2 separate regions of the Mus musculus genome follow, and region 2 is linked to region 1. Evidence: chromatin contacts called from public HiChIP or PLAC-seq data. All regions are on one chromosome and are shown on one strand. The core of a region is the stretch at or near the end of the contact, and the rest is flanking DNA. Distances in the headings are between cores, read along the strand shown. Region 1 holds the start of Tirap (toll-interleukin 1 receptor (TIR) domain-containing adaptor protein). Region 2 has its middle 8.2 kb from the start of Ei24.

Region 1 (6,916 bases), core at 3,165-5,664:
TAAGAGCACTGACTGCTCTTCCAGAGGTGCTGAGTTCAGTTCCTAGCAACCACATGGTGGCTCACAACCAACCATCTGTAATGGAATCTGATACCCTCTTCTACTCTGTCTGAAGACAGTGACAATGTACTCACATACATAAAATAAATAAATCTTAAAAAAAAAAAAAAAGGCAGCCTCTTGAGAGTGTTTCTTAGATCCTCTGTGGGAGGCATCTTGTTTGCAAGCTACTATCCTGTTACAGGAGCAGTGGTTCTAGGGAAAGAAATGGTTCTAGTTAGCTTCTATAAACCTCCAGCTTCTGACTACCACATTCAGTCTATAGCAGGATTCAGAGTAGCTTTCTGACTGGATCATGGAGCTTTGGGGAAAGAAGGAGCCAGGATCTGAAGAGCCACACTGAGAAGCTTGGATTTCACCTCGGCAGAAACCCAGCAGATTTTTAAATATGGAAGCAACATGATCGGATTTTCTTTTTAAAAATCTGTCTGGCTAGGGTGTAGCCCAGTGGTAGAGTGCTTGCTTAGCAAGTGGATGGCCCTGGATGTGATCCTCAGCACCAACAGAGAGGAGCTGGGGGAAGTCACTGGTCCCCTTGAAGAGAACAAAGATAGCAAAGCAGGAAGCAGGCTGTAGACAAAGGCTGTTTAGTCTACTTAACAGATAACAGTCTTGGTGGGAAACCCGTGGAGCAATGTGACAATGAACATGAAATAGAGTCAGTGTTTCCCAAGTTTCTGGCTTAATAGTCAAACAGGCACCATTCTTACCAAAACGACAGAGGGAAGAACAGCAAAATGAGTGGTCTGGTGTGGGACAAACTGAAAGAAAAGTGCCTGTGGGAGGTGTGAGGGGTGATTGGACAAATTGGGTGGGCAGTCTGAGTGTAGACAGGTGATAACGGCATCAACAAAGGAAAGCAAAGCATTAAGGACAACACAGAAAAGCTGGGGTACCCACTGACATTTAGAGAGAACAGGTGATTGCTGAAAGTGGCCCATGAGGCAGGAGAAAATCCAGTTAAATGGAATCATGAAGACAAGAAGCAGGCACTAGAATGATATGTCACATGACAGCTGGGCTTAGCACCTAGCAGGTCAGTGGTGACCAGGGAATGCAATCTAAGGCACAGAGAGAAGTTACAGAAGAGAGGGAACCAGAGTTGAGCTTCCTAGGAAAATGGCTCCTTCCGAAGTCCTTTGGAGTAAATAAAAAGTAAAAGAGGTAGACACCATATAGGGGAGGGGACAGGAGAGGAGATGGGCCAGCTAGGAGTATAGAGCCTGAGTGTGGCTTGAAGAGAGCCAGAAATTAGGCAGTAAGCAAAAGAAAACTCACCAGAAGGTAGTGCTGAAATATTAGAAGGGTCTTGTCATGAACAGGGTGGACAGGCTTTAGGCTAAAGAGATAGGTCAGAGAATTGGTTAGCCCTGGATTATAGAGGTACTCTGTAGCCGACTTTTAACAAACCTTTGTATCTGCCATGAATCTGGAGTGATGGCACCTAAGCTTTGAAGTACCCTTTTGTCAGCGACTGTTATCTGAGATTTGTATGGGGTTATTCCTTTGAAGGTTTCTTAGAGCTTTTGCCCATCTTAGTCAGGAGATAATGTTTCCCACGGCTGAGAATTGCTTAGGTGATAGTTCTTTCAAGATAGCAAGATAGCCCCTAAATCAGATAAGAGGTTTTGGTATGCAGAAATTGACTTGCTAAAGATGCCTTTTATGTAACTGAAAAGAGCTTCAAGGCAGCTGTGGGTTTCAGTCCCACAGAGGCTCCTCCCACCCACCCACCCCACCCCCCCCCACCCCACGCTGCTAAGAAGCCTGAATTCATCCTGTAGTGGCTCTCTTCCATTGATCAGTCCATGTAACCCACCAACATTCACAGTGCCCCATAGTGATTTCAGCACAGCATCAGTCTAAGGGTTCAAAGAAATAGATGTTGTAATCAGTGCTTAAGGAAACCCCTACTTCCACAGGGCTTTAATCTTGTCTCATGAGAAAGCCTTTATGGACATGTGATTGCATCTGCTTTGCCCTTTCAACTATATGAGGGGCTGGGCCAAGCCCTCATCTTTGTCCCCAAATCTAGCAACCCCACACTTTCTCCTGTACTCTGCCCATCGAAGCATTCCTGCTGGACCCTAAAGATCCTTCCTGGCCCCAGGGGGTTTATACTGCAATGAGAGGTAGGGCAGATGGCTCAAGATGCCATTTAGGCCTGACAGCTTAGTTTCAATCCCCAGAACCCAAGTTAAAATGCATGGTATGGTTGCATATGTGTGCAATCCCAGGGTTCAATATGTCAGGAAAGTAGAGACAGGGGAATTGCCTGGAACCTCAAGAGCCAGCCAGCCTGGAGTACATAGGATGGTGGAGACAAGAGATATCCTACCTCAACAAGGTAGAAGAGAACCAACTCCCAAAAGCTGCCCTCTGACCTACACACATGCAATAATAATGTGTAAAATCTTTATTTCATTTGTGCGTGTATGCTGGGGGTGGGGGCAGATGACAAGGGAGTCCTTCCCTCAAGCTGGAGTTACATACAACTGTGAGCCACTGGATATGGGTGCTGGGCATCAACTCAGGTCCTCTGGGTGGGCAGGTACTCCAGCCTCAGTTTCTTGGCCAGGTAGAGTGGCCCAAGCCTTTAATCCCAGAACTTAGAGGCAGGAAGATGAAAAAAAAATTCATTCATTTTAATTACAAGTTTGAAGCTAGCCTAGGCTATTGGGGAGGAAATCTTTCCTTACAGGATGCAAAAATGAACCTGGCTGGAAGAGAGGCAGTTTTCACAAGCACAGCTGGGCAGAGGCCAAAGGGAGAAGCAGAGATGTCCTCGCCAAGGAGCCATCCACCAAGTGTGAGCAACTGCTGGGTGTCCAGCTGCTGGGGGTTGGGGTGGAGGGTGGGTGTGAGACAGCTCTTTCCCAAAAGCTTTTATCCCTAACAGGATAAGAAATGGTTTATTCGGGGCTGGTGAGATGGCTCAGTGGGTAAGAGCACCCGACTGCTCTTCTGAAGGTCCAGAGTTCAAATCCCAGCAACCACATGGTGGCTCACAACCATCCGTAACGAAATCTGACTCCCTCTTCTGGAGTGTCTGAAGACAGCGACAGTGTGCTTACATAAATAAATAAATAAATAAATAAATAAATAAAATCTTTTAAAAAAAAAAGGGTTTAGATATGCTAAAAAAAAAAAAAAAAAAAAAAAGAAATGGTTTATTCTTGAGCCATACCTGAGTGACCACGTCCCAGGAATATAGATTTAGGTTATCCTAAACTGCATGTTTCAGTGTGGAAGGAGCTTCACAACGTTTTAAATTGTTACAGAACAAAGTCATAAATCAAGCCAAGTTTAAAATACATTGTCGGGCACATCGCAGAGGCAGTACAGCAAGACTGGGGCTGGGGAGACCTTTGCTGTAGGACTCAGGTGTTATCTGATGATAGCTTTCGGGTTGGGCAGCTAGGGATCTGCTCAAGGTATGGCTGGCCGATCCGTGGGGTTTAGAGCTAGCTGAGCCTCCGGACAGGCAATATTCCTATCTCTCCAACTCACTGCAGTTCTAATCAGTAAGTCAGCCTTTGCAGACACAATTGCTTTCCAGGAATTCTTATGAATATTCATCTCTCACAACACCAGCATCCAGAGAATGTAATTTTGATGAGTAAACCTAGAAAGATCATTCATGAACAGCGCCACGGCATCAACTGCCTCCCTCTGAACAAGTTACAGGTTGGCTTGGCTGGAGAGAAAAAGAAATCAAGAGTGGGCTAATAAGGCCTTACACCAGCCCATTCTACTCCTGCCACCTGCAGTATTTCATGTGAGTTGGTTTTAGGTTGGTGTTTTAATAACAATATTCCCTTGGCGTTTCACAAAGCTCACAGCAGGAACTCTAAGAAGTGGAGGCAGAGGACTTAAATATTTCATCAGGGCTTACCAACACTTTGCCCAGCCACCCTTTTTTTGCAGTTATTTTGGTACCCTTGGAAATGCAGTTGAAATGCCATTAGGAAATCCCTGCCCTGAAGGCCAGCACTTTTGGCCAGACTGATTCCAGCCTGTGGGCAGCAACCTTAATGGGACCCATATCCCAGTAAAAGAACGGACCTCCCAGGGGCTAGCCGGCTTCTTTGTCCACTTAACCTACCTTACTTAAGGGGATGAAAGTCTCATTTTCCCCAACCGTGCGAAAGAAGGTAAGGTCTGCACCTCCCTTTCTGGAGTTTTCTCCTCGTCCCTTTGCCCTCACACAAGACAAACCGCGGCTCAGGGCTTCACGGCAGCCTCAGGGAGCTCGGGTGTCTGGGTTCAGCCTCGGGTCGTAACCAGGCAGCTGGGAATCTTGAGCGACGCGGACTGGCGAGCGCCCCCTAGGGTCCGGCCGGCGGGTGTGGGCAGGAGAGTGGCTAGTGCGGGCGGGAGGGCCGTGGCCGAGGAGCTTCCGGGAGCCGGGGCGCGGGCACTTCCCGGACGAGTCTGCAACCCGCAGCGTGGAGCCGCGTAGGTGAGCGGGCGGCGGGGACGCGGGGCGGTGGGCGGACGGGCCCTGCCGAGTCAGCCCTTTCCCCGGGACAACGCTCCCCTGATCCGCCCCTTCCAATCTGGGGTCCAGCACTCCCCCGAAAGCCGCCACCTTTCTGTGGCACCGATGCCAGCATGGAGCTGTTAGTCCGGCTGGGCTTCAAGCAGTCCGGCCACATCAAGTGGCTCTCCCTAGCTCCCTGAAGTCTCTGCCCTGTCATAACCTGGCCCCTCTGGGCTTGACTTTGTGGCAAAGTTCTGCATTAGTGTCACTTTATTTAAAGTTAAGAACCCACTGGGCGTTGCTATCACGGTCATTTAACGGGCATCCACCAGGGATTACTACAGTGCCAAGTACCAGAGGGACTAGGGGAGTAGGAACAGTTCGGTCCTTAGGTCAGACACTGGCTGGCAGGTAAACCAGAAACCCGAGAAGCGCAACTAGAGAAGGAAGTAGGGAGTTCTCCATCGGACAGACCTACCCAGGAATGACTCAGAGGAAGCCTTGCTTTGTTTTCAGACTTTAAGAAACAATATCAACCAGCATACCGAAACACAGATCCCGAGTCCTACCAAGCCACTTTTCACAGGCTTTCTTGTGTAACCTGCATCCAGAACAGTAAGTCTATGTACGTACATATGCTGCTTGATGTATAACATCATGTCGAAAAGGTGGACTGTGGACTGGTCATCCGATTTACTGAACATGGTTGTTTTCAGCTTTGGCCTGTTTTGAGTTTGTGTGACTTTTGTACCTTTGCTCAGTTTGATAGTGTGCAGTAGCTTTCTAAAACAGTTGTGTTTGGGGCCAGAGCAGAGGCTCGGTGGTTAAGAGCACTGGCTGCTGTTTCAGAGGACCCTAGTTGAATCTCCTCACCCACATAGTGGCTCACAAACATCTCTGTCACAAACTCTGGTTCCGGATGACCCAATGCCCTCTCTGGCCTCTACAGGCACATGGCATGAAAGTGATATATAGACACACACACACACACACAGGCAAAACATCCATGCACAGAAACGAACATTTTCTAAGCTAAAAATAAAAACTGTGCTTGCTGGCTATCACAGCAGACACCTGTGATCCCAGCACGCTGGTGGAGGTGAGAAGAGGTAAGTTCAGGGCCAGCCTGGGCTATCAAACCCTATCTCAAAACAAAGCAAGCAAGCACAGAAGTTACGGCAGTCACTCCCAGCAGCACATTCTGTGTGCTCCCATTCTTCCATGTCCCCATCACGCTCCAGCCAGCGGCCTTCTCTCTGTAGCCGTTCTGCTGACTACACAGCTTTGAAGCCCGGAGGTTTCAATTTGCATTTTTCTGAGGCCCGGTAAACCGAGCATCTTTTGGTCTGTTGGTCATTTGAATATCCTCTCTGTGAAATGACTATTCAGGTCTACTCCCCAACTGTGTGTCTCTTAGCAGTTTATAGAGTTCTTGAAATATTTGGGATTTGGACGGTTGTTAGATACACGTTTTTAAATGTTTTCCCTGTCCCAGTAGAGTCTCCTTACTCTCCTAATGGTATCTTTGGAGCAAAAGTCTTCACGTTAATATTTTCCAATTTATCATTTCCCCTCCTACAGACTGTATCACATTTGATTTCTCCCCTTCCCACCCCCGCCCCCAAGACATAATGGTTCTTGAACCTGTGTCTCAGCACTCAGGGCGATTGTTGTGAGTTTGAGACCACCCTGGCCTACATACTGAGTTCTAGGCCAGCCTCTACAGAATGAGACCATGTCTCAGAAAGCAATTTGTATTTTGCTTTGTCTACTCCAAAGTCAGAAACTAGGTCATATATTTTCCTATAAGATCTTTATTGCTGGTGACAGATAACTCTCCTATCCATTTAAAATGTAATTTTCATGGTTTGAGATGCAAGATTGAGATTAATTTTCCCCACAACACTACTTAAGTTGACCTAATACTATGGACTGCAAAGAGCACCTTTCCGGGCTGGTGGTATAGCTAGCTCAGTAGATAGAACGCTTACCTGCACAGAGCCTTGGGTTGGATGGCCAGCATGGCCTAAAACTGGGCTTGGTAGCCCTTGCCAATAATCCCAGCACCTCAGGTGGAGGCAGAAAGCTCAGAAGACGTTCAATGTCATCCTCAGCTATCTAAGGAGCTGTAACAAGCCTGGGGTAAAACAAACCTTTTCTACTGACTTCAGTGTCACCATCACCATTATTGAAGGCAGAGGATTGCATGGCTGCAGGTCTGTTTAGTGACATTGGTTTTCTGTTGTTGGCTTCCCCTTCCCTGGCAGTCATTCTGCCTACACTGCTGTTGTTGCTTTACAGTAAATCCTTTTTTTTTTTTTTTTTTTTTTTTGGTTTTCCAAGACAGGGTTTCTCTGTGTAGCCCTGGCTGTC
Region 2 (6,681 bases), core at 3,971-6,470, 1.6 Mb before region 1:
TTTAATACCATTAACCATTATCTTGTTTTGTTCCTTTGTTTTTGTTTTTTTTTTTTTTTCAATCTCAGAAATCCTCAAGCCTCAGACCCAGATTTTATTTCGTTCTGTTCTACTTTATTTCATTCTATGTCTACATGAACTCTGTTAAGGCAGACTTGCCGTCTGCTTTGCTTACCACTAAATGTTATTATTTGACAAGAGCCTGGCAATTAGAGCCTGGCAATAAAAAAGGAAGTGTGTCTCTTGCCAATTCTCCTCCTATTCTAAGTCCCAGCCATAGCGAATAGATTCCAGTGCTCCAAATATACCCAATAGCTTTCCTGGTGCTGCTTGCATGGAGCATGGTTCCCTTTGTATCTAGCCTTTTGCTAACCTTATGTTCCCCTAATACTTTGTTCATTTCATTACCTTATGTGTTTCCCTGTTGGAAGAAAGCAAGTTGAGAACACCGTGTGTCCAAAACACCTAGCTAAGAGAGATAACGGGCACTTAGTAAATGATTATTGGGATCACTTGGGAAGCTGTTGGAACTACAGAATCTTGGCCCTCACCCCAGATCAACTGAATCACAATCAGTGTTGTGCAAAGTCTAAAGGCATTTTCACATTAAAGTGAGAAGAACACTACCTTAGTGATGATGATATACAGTCTAAAGTTAATAAAGGCCTGTAGTGACCCACAAGGGAAGGTAGATGTGCTAAATAAAAGGGAGTGACACTGGGCACTGGAAAACCTGGTTGTAAACAATATAATAGGCAGTGCATGCCTGTTATCCCAGCACTAGGGAAGTAGAAACAGGAGTATTAGGAGGTCAAGATCATCCTCAGTTAAACAGCAAGTTTGAGACTACCCTGTGCTATGACACTCTGTCTCACAAAACAAAAGCGAAAAAGAGAAGGAGGAAGCAAAGAAAAAAAGAGAAAAGAAAGAAAGAAAAAAGAGAGAGAGAAAGAAAGAGAAGCAAAGAAAGAAAGAGAGGAAGAAAGGAAGAAAAAAAGAAAGAAAGAAAGAAAGAAAGAAAGAAAGAAAGAAAGAAAGAAAGAAAGAAAGCGAGAGAGAGAGAGAGGAAGGAAGGAAGGAAGGAAGGAAGGAAGGAAGGAAGGAAGGAAGGAAGGAAGGAGAAGAGGAGGAAGATTCTGCCATGTTTGGCTTGGTGGCAAAAGCCTGTAATTCCAGCTACTCAAAAGGCTGAAGTAACAAGATCAGAAATTCAAGGACTGCCTGGGATAAAGAGTGGGATTGAGACCAGTCGCAGCAATTTAGCAAAACTTTGTATCAAAACAAAGAAATAAAAAATAAAAACAAAACAGGGGATATATAGTTTAGTAGTAGTTAGTCTGCCTAGTATGCATGAGACCCTATGTTCATCCCTGTAAAATACACACAGACATACACACACAGACACAGATACAGACACGCATACGCACACGCACATGCAAACACACACACACAGTAAAATAAGGAATGTGAAAGGCCTGCTACATCTTAGATGCCTAATAAATCATAGTATTGTTCTCCTTTGGAAGAGTCTAAGCCTAGAAGCTAGAGCACCTGGACTCTAGATCTGGAGAGAAAGTCTTCTAGATTCTATGCATGTAAGCAGCTTAGTGGGATATACACACATGTATATCTTGTTACTGTATTGGGCCTTGACTATTTTTTTATACTGAATTACATGAGCACATTTTCATGCAAATATACAATATACTTTGAATATAAGAGGCTCCCTTCCCTTTTTTGCCCTCCTGCGTCCATTAACCTTTTATTCCAGTTTTGCTTCTGTTTTCATGTCATCTGTACATACATGATTTTATGAATCTATAAAGTCTAGGATACATACATGAGAGAAAACATGTTACATACTTAACTTTTGGAGATCGAGTTTGTTAATGTGCTTTTATCTAGTTGCCCCCCTCCCCCATGCAATGACATAACTTCAATTCTTTATGACTGAGACATTTTCATTGCATATGTGAATAAACTCCATTTTCTTTATCCATTCCTCTGTTGGTGGGCATTAGGTTGCAGACAATGCTGCAATAAAGATGGTGTGTAGGTACGCCTGTGATGTGTTGACTTGGAATCATTTGGGTAAATTCCATGAATGGCAGAGCCTGGTCCTATGTAGGTCTATTTTTAGGTAAGTTTTGTTTGTTTGTTTGCTTTGAACATGAAGGGCTGTAGCAAGCCCGAGCATGGCTAGCATTGCAGGCAGGTCTTGCCTATCCCCCCCCCCTTCCTTCTCCCTTCCTAACCTTTAGATTACATTCCTAAAGCTTGCCTACAAGGCCTATTCCCTTATCTGGCCACTGACTCATTCCTGAGACCAAACACCAAAGCCCAAACAAAATTCATTATTTATTTGGCTATACTGGCTAACCTGCCCAATCAGGACTTACACATACATACATACATACATACATACATACATGCATACATACATACATACCATACATACAAAAACATTCTCCTGGCTGGCAGCCTTTGCCTGGATCCAGAGGCAGCCCTACACCACCCCCAGCGTAATAAATCTCCTTTCTGTTGAGAATTTAGTGCCTCAGTGTGACTTGTACCTCGAGGAGCCACACCCCTTTCAGAAAAGTCTCCTAGAATTCACAGACTAGGCCTGATGGACCCTGAACTTCTGATACTCTTGCCCAGGCTCCTAAAACTGGGGTTACAGGCAGATAGCACCATGCCCATTTTATGAGTTGCTTGAGATGGAACCTAGGGCCTCGTGTATAGTAGGCAAGCACTCTGCCAACTGAAGTACATCTTCAGCCCTATTTTTAAATTTTTGGAGGTAGCTCCATGTTGATTTTTCACAGTGGAAGGGCTAGTTTACATTCTTAGCACCAGTGTGTAAGAGCTCCTTTGTGATCACTTCCCTGCCAACATCTTTCTGAATGAAAAAAGAGAGAGAGAGAGAGAAAGGACTGTGCCTAGGTGTGATGGAGGAGAAAGTTAATTATCTATATGTGAGAGATAGTTGCCAGAGACAGACACATCTGGGAGAGTTCAGAGTGGTCATGACCCTGAACCATGTGGTGAGAGGGGGAGGGGAGGGGAGAGCGGAACTAAGTATAGCAGCCAGAAGGTCAAAGGTAAAAATAAAAAAGCATTGGCTAACTATAATGTCAGGATTATACAGTGAAAGTCCTCTGGGGGAAGGGGACCCCAGCCCCTGGGCTAGAGAGTTCATCATAGCCAGCAGGATTTGCTTACATGCATAGAATCTAGAAGACGTTCTCTCCTACTTTGGTTTTGCGGCATAGTAAACCATCAATAATACCAGATCTAGAGTCCAGATGCTCTAGCTTCTAGGCTTAGACTCTTCCAAAGGAGAACAATACTAAGATTTATTAGGCATCTAAGATGTAGCAGGCCTTTCACATTCCTTATTTTACAACTTCCTGTGGGAGTGTGTGTGTGCCTGTGTGTATGTGTGTGTATCTGTCTGTCTGTGCCTCTGTATGTCTGTGTGTGTTTTACATATCAAACATACCAAAGCAGACCTGCCCTCCAGGTTCTCCCAGCATCCTTCAGTTCCTACTTGTTACTGGGTATGTTAAATGGGCACCTCAGCCACTTGTCCATAGGTTTGAAACTAACACTTTCCTTATTTATTCTCTTGCTGGTTGCCTGGAAATGTCTATGTAGTCTAGATTGTCACTGAACTGGAAGTGTTAGACCTGAGGAAAAACATTTCCACTACTCTCTGATTAAAGCAAGCTGTAGTTAGACTCGCACAAGGGGCTGGCTAGATGACGGCCTCCCTCTAAGTCAGGGTTTTAGAAAGCAACCCTTCACCGGCTTTTGAGGTCACTTTTATGGGGAAAGGTTAGGGTACAAAATGGCTCTTGAGATAATTGGCTGTTAGCACTTGGACAGAAAGAATGGGGGACTCAGGGTTCAAGGCTGACTGTGGGTAGATGAGGGGAGGAATACATCAGACAGAAAGGGAGCATCACAGAAGCTTTAGCAAGGCAAACGGCATGGGTATACATCATGGGGTTACAGGATCAGCATAGGCTGAAAAACAAGGCTGGAAGGATACAGTAGGAAACAGAAATGTATAGAGAGTTAATAACAATGTATGACAATGTGACTCCGGTTTGAGTTCTCAGAAGCAGTCCTTCTGCCACAGCCTGTCAAACAACGGTTGGACTGGAGAGAATGAGCCACTATACCCAGGACTATCACCTAAATTAAAAACATGAGGGATTCTCTAGTGAATAGGGGTATTTATTTTGGAATAGCATTATAATTGAAAATAGCAGAACATTGCAGTGAGAATGTTCATGCTGTAAACTGTGACCGTATTCAAGGTGGTGGAGGTGTGTCTTCTTCACCCTCTCTTCTTCCTCTCCGCCCCCCACAGAGCATTGTTCTGCCACCCCATCCCCACCCCCAAGGGTGGCTTAGAATTTACCTCAACTCCACTGCCTTCATCTCTCAAATACTAGGCTTACAAGCATGGTGATCTCATACCTGGGTAAATGGGTTACTTTTAAAGACAGAAATCTAGAGGATTACATTGTATATGTTGAAATGACAACTCTTGGTCACAATGACTAATAACAAGAATGGCATCATTATCCCAGCACTGGGGATGCTGAGGCAAGAATATTTCTGTTAGTTCCAGGCCACCCTGTTACAAGTTACAAGCCAGCTAGAGCTACATAAGTAAACCCATTTGTGTGGGTGTGGGTGTTGGGGGGTTCAGTCTGAAGTCGAGCCAGCACTTGATGAGCATAAGTACTTGTAGTCGAAGGTTTTGGCAGTCTTGTGATAGATAAACATTCTCTCTCTCTTAAGGAATCATTTTTTTATTTTATTTATATGATTACACCTTAACTGTCTTCAGACTCACCAGAAAAGGGCATCGGATTCCATTACAGATGGTTGTGAGCCACCATGTGGATGCTGGGAATTGAACTCATGACCTCTGGAAGAGCAGTCAGTGCTCTTAACCGCTGAGCCATTTCTCCAGACTGATAAACAGCTTGCTTGTTCCTCTCTCCCTCTCCCTTTCCCCCTCCCCCTCCCCCTCCTCTCTCTCTCTGTCTCTCTCATGGTTGACACAAACAACTCCATCTTTATTTTGACTCCATCTTTATTCTGACACCTTTTATATGATTTTCGCGTTTGTTTTGAGGCAGGGTCTCATATAGAGCAGGCTAGCCCTGAGTGCACTGTTTAGCTGAGGATGAACTGGAGTCCTGGTCTTTCTGCTTTCCCCCTCCCCCCACGTGCTGCCGAATCCAGGTGTGCACCACCAAGCTTGGCTGAAGCTTTTCTCTTTCATTTTATTTCTTTCATGAGCTCATCCAAGCTCCGTCACTGAAGACGGAGTCTTCTGAGTTAAATACTGTTTTTATGAGCTTCTTCCATAGCAAAACCACTACAATAATGATCTCCCCTGCTTGTCTGACAAGTGGTGTCTAATTCTACAACAGTAAGTGAATGCTCTTTGGAAACAAAAAGTATTAAGGCAAAACGGAAAAACAGAAAAACAAAACAAAACAAAACAAAACAAACAGGGACACAAGAAGGAAAAGAAGCCTCTCACAATGGGATCCAGTTTGTCTTTCTGTTGATGAAGAATCAAAAATTTTAATGCATAATCTCAGCCCTCAAAAGGCAGAGGCAGACAGATCTTTGTGAGTTCAAGGTCAGCCAAATGCACATAGCGAGTTCCTGGACAGTCCGATCTACATAATAAAAAGACCCTGTCTCAAAACAAGAAGACAAAAAGAGAAAGGAAGACATTTCTTTCTTTTTTTTTTATTAGGTATTTTCTTTATTTACATTTTAAATGATATCCAGAAAGTTCCCTATACCTTCCCCCCACCCTGCTCCCTTACCCACCCACTCCCACTTCTTGGCCCTGGTGTTCCCCTGTACTGAAGCATATAAAGTTTGCAATACCAAGGGGCCTCTCTTCCCAACGATGGCTGACTAGGCCAGCTTCTGATACATATGCAGCTAGAGACACGAGCTCTGGAGGTACTGGTTAGTTCATATTGTTGTTCCACCTATAGGGTTGCAGACCCCTTCAGCTCCTTGGGTGCTTTCTCTAGCTTCTCCATTGGGGGCCCTGTGTTCCATCCTATAGATGACTGTGAGCATCCACTTTTGTATTTGCCAGGCAAGGAAGAAATTTCAAAGTAGCTAATAAAGCCAAAGTGTGTTGTTAGCTAAGAATCCTCGTCACTTGTCCTTTCACGTGCTTGCTTTAGTGGAACATCCTTTCACCTGTGTCTGCTTCAGAGAAATGCTCTTTCATGTATTGATGGCAGCAAAACACTATCTGACACAACTAACTTTCCAAAGAACCCTAAGTTTCCACTTCAACCAATTTTCACCTCTGCTTTGAAGTTCAGGGAACTAAACCTAGAGCCTCCTTCATGTTAGGGTAGTGCTGTAGCACACAGCTACATCTTCAGCCCTATGTTCCCCCCCCCCCTCTCTCTTTTCCTTTTTTTTTTTCTAAACAGGGTTTCTCTGTATAGCCCTGGCTATCCTGGAACTCACTCTGCAGACCAAGCTGGCCTTGAACTCACAGAGATATGCCTGCTTCTGCCTCCTGGGTGCTGGGAGTAAAGGTGTGTGCAACCACTGCCCCACTTCTTTTTTGTTTTTTAAAGACACATTTCTCTATGTAGCCCTGGCTGTCCT

What was found. HiChIP or PLAC-seq counts read pairs in DNA pulled down with a chosen protein or histone mark.
Region 2: a contact with region 1 is called in an H3K27ac HiChIP or PLAC-seq map of embryonic stem cells, with 6 times the contacts expected there. The contact joins the enhancer-like site here to the promoter of Tirap in region 1. A contact is called at or near these places in 8 of 39 promoter capture datasets (the 3T3-L1 cell line, embryonic stem cells, hippocampal neurons and 4 more) and 1 of 115 datasets of contacts at active chromatin or transcription factors (embryonic stem cells).

The regions. Positions count from the first base shown.
Region 1 is chr9:35,197,463-35,204,378 of GRCm38.p6, reverse strand. It overlaps Tirap (toll-interleukin 1 receptor (TIR) domain-containing adaptor protein), which reads left to right and starts at 4,414. Exons shown (of 7, transcript NM_054096.2): 1 at 4,414-4,522; 2 at 5,060-5,168. Foxred1 (FAD-dependent oxidoreductase domain containing 1) reads left to right here. Exons shown (of 11, transcript NM_001291448.1): 11 at 1-171.
Region 2 is chr9:36,802,145-36,808,825 of GRCm38.p6, reverse strand. No RefSeq gene overlaps it. Among named protein-coding and RNA genes, the nearest start is that of Ei24, 8.2 kb to the right of the region's middle. Within about 2 kb of position 5,220, at least 5 of the 459 cell types and tissues checked have an H3K27ac peak or open chromatin away from gene starts, as enhancers often do. A contact at or near this core is called in embryonic stem cells, where this site is marked.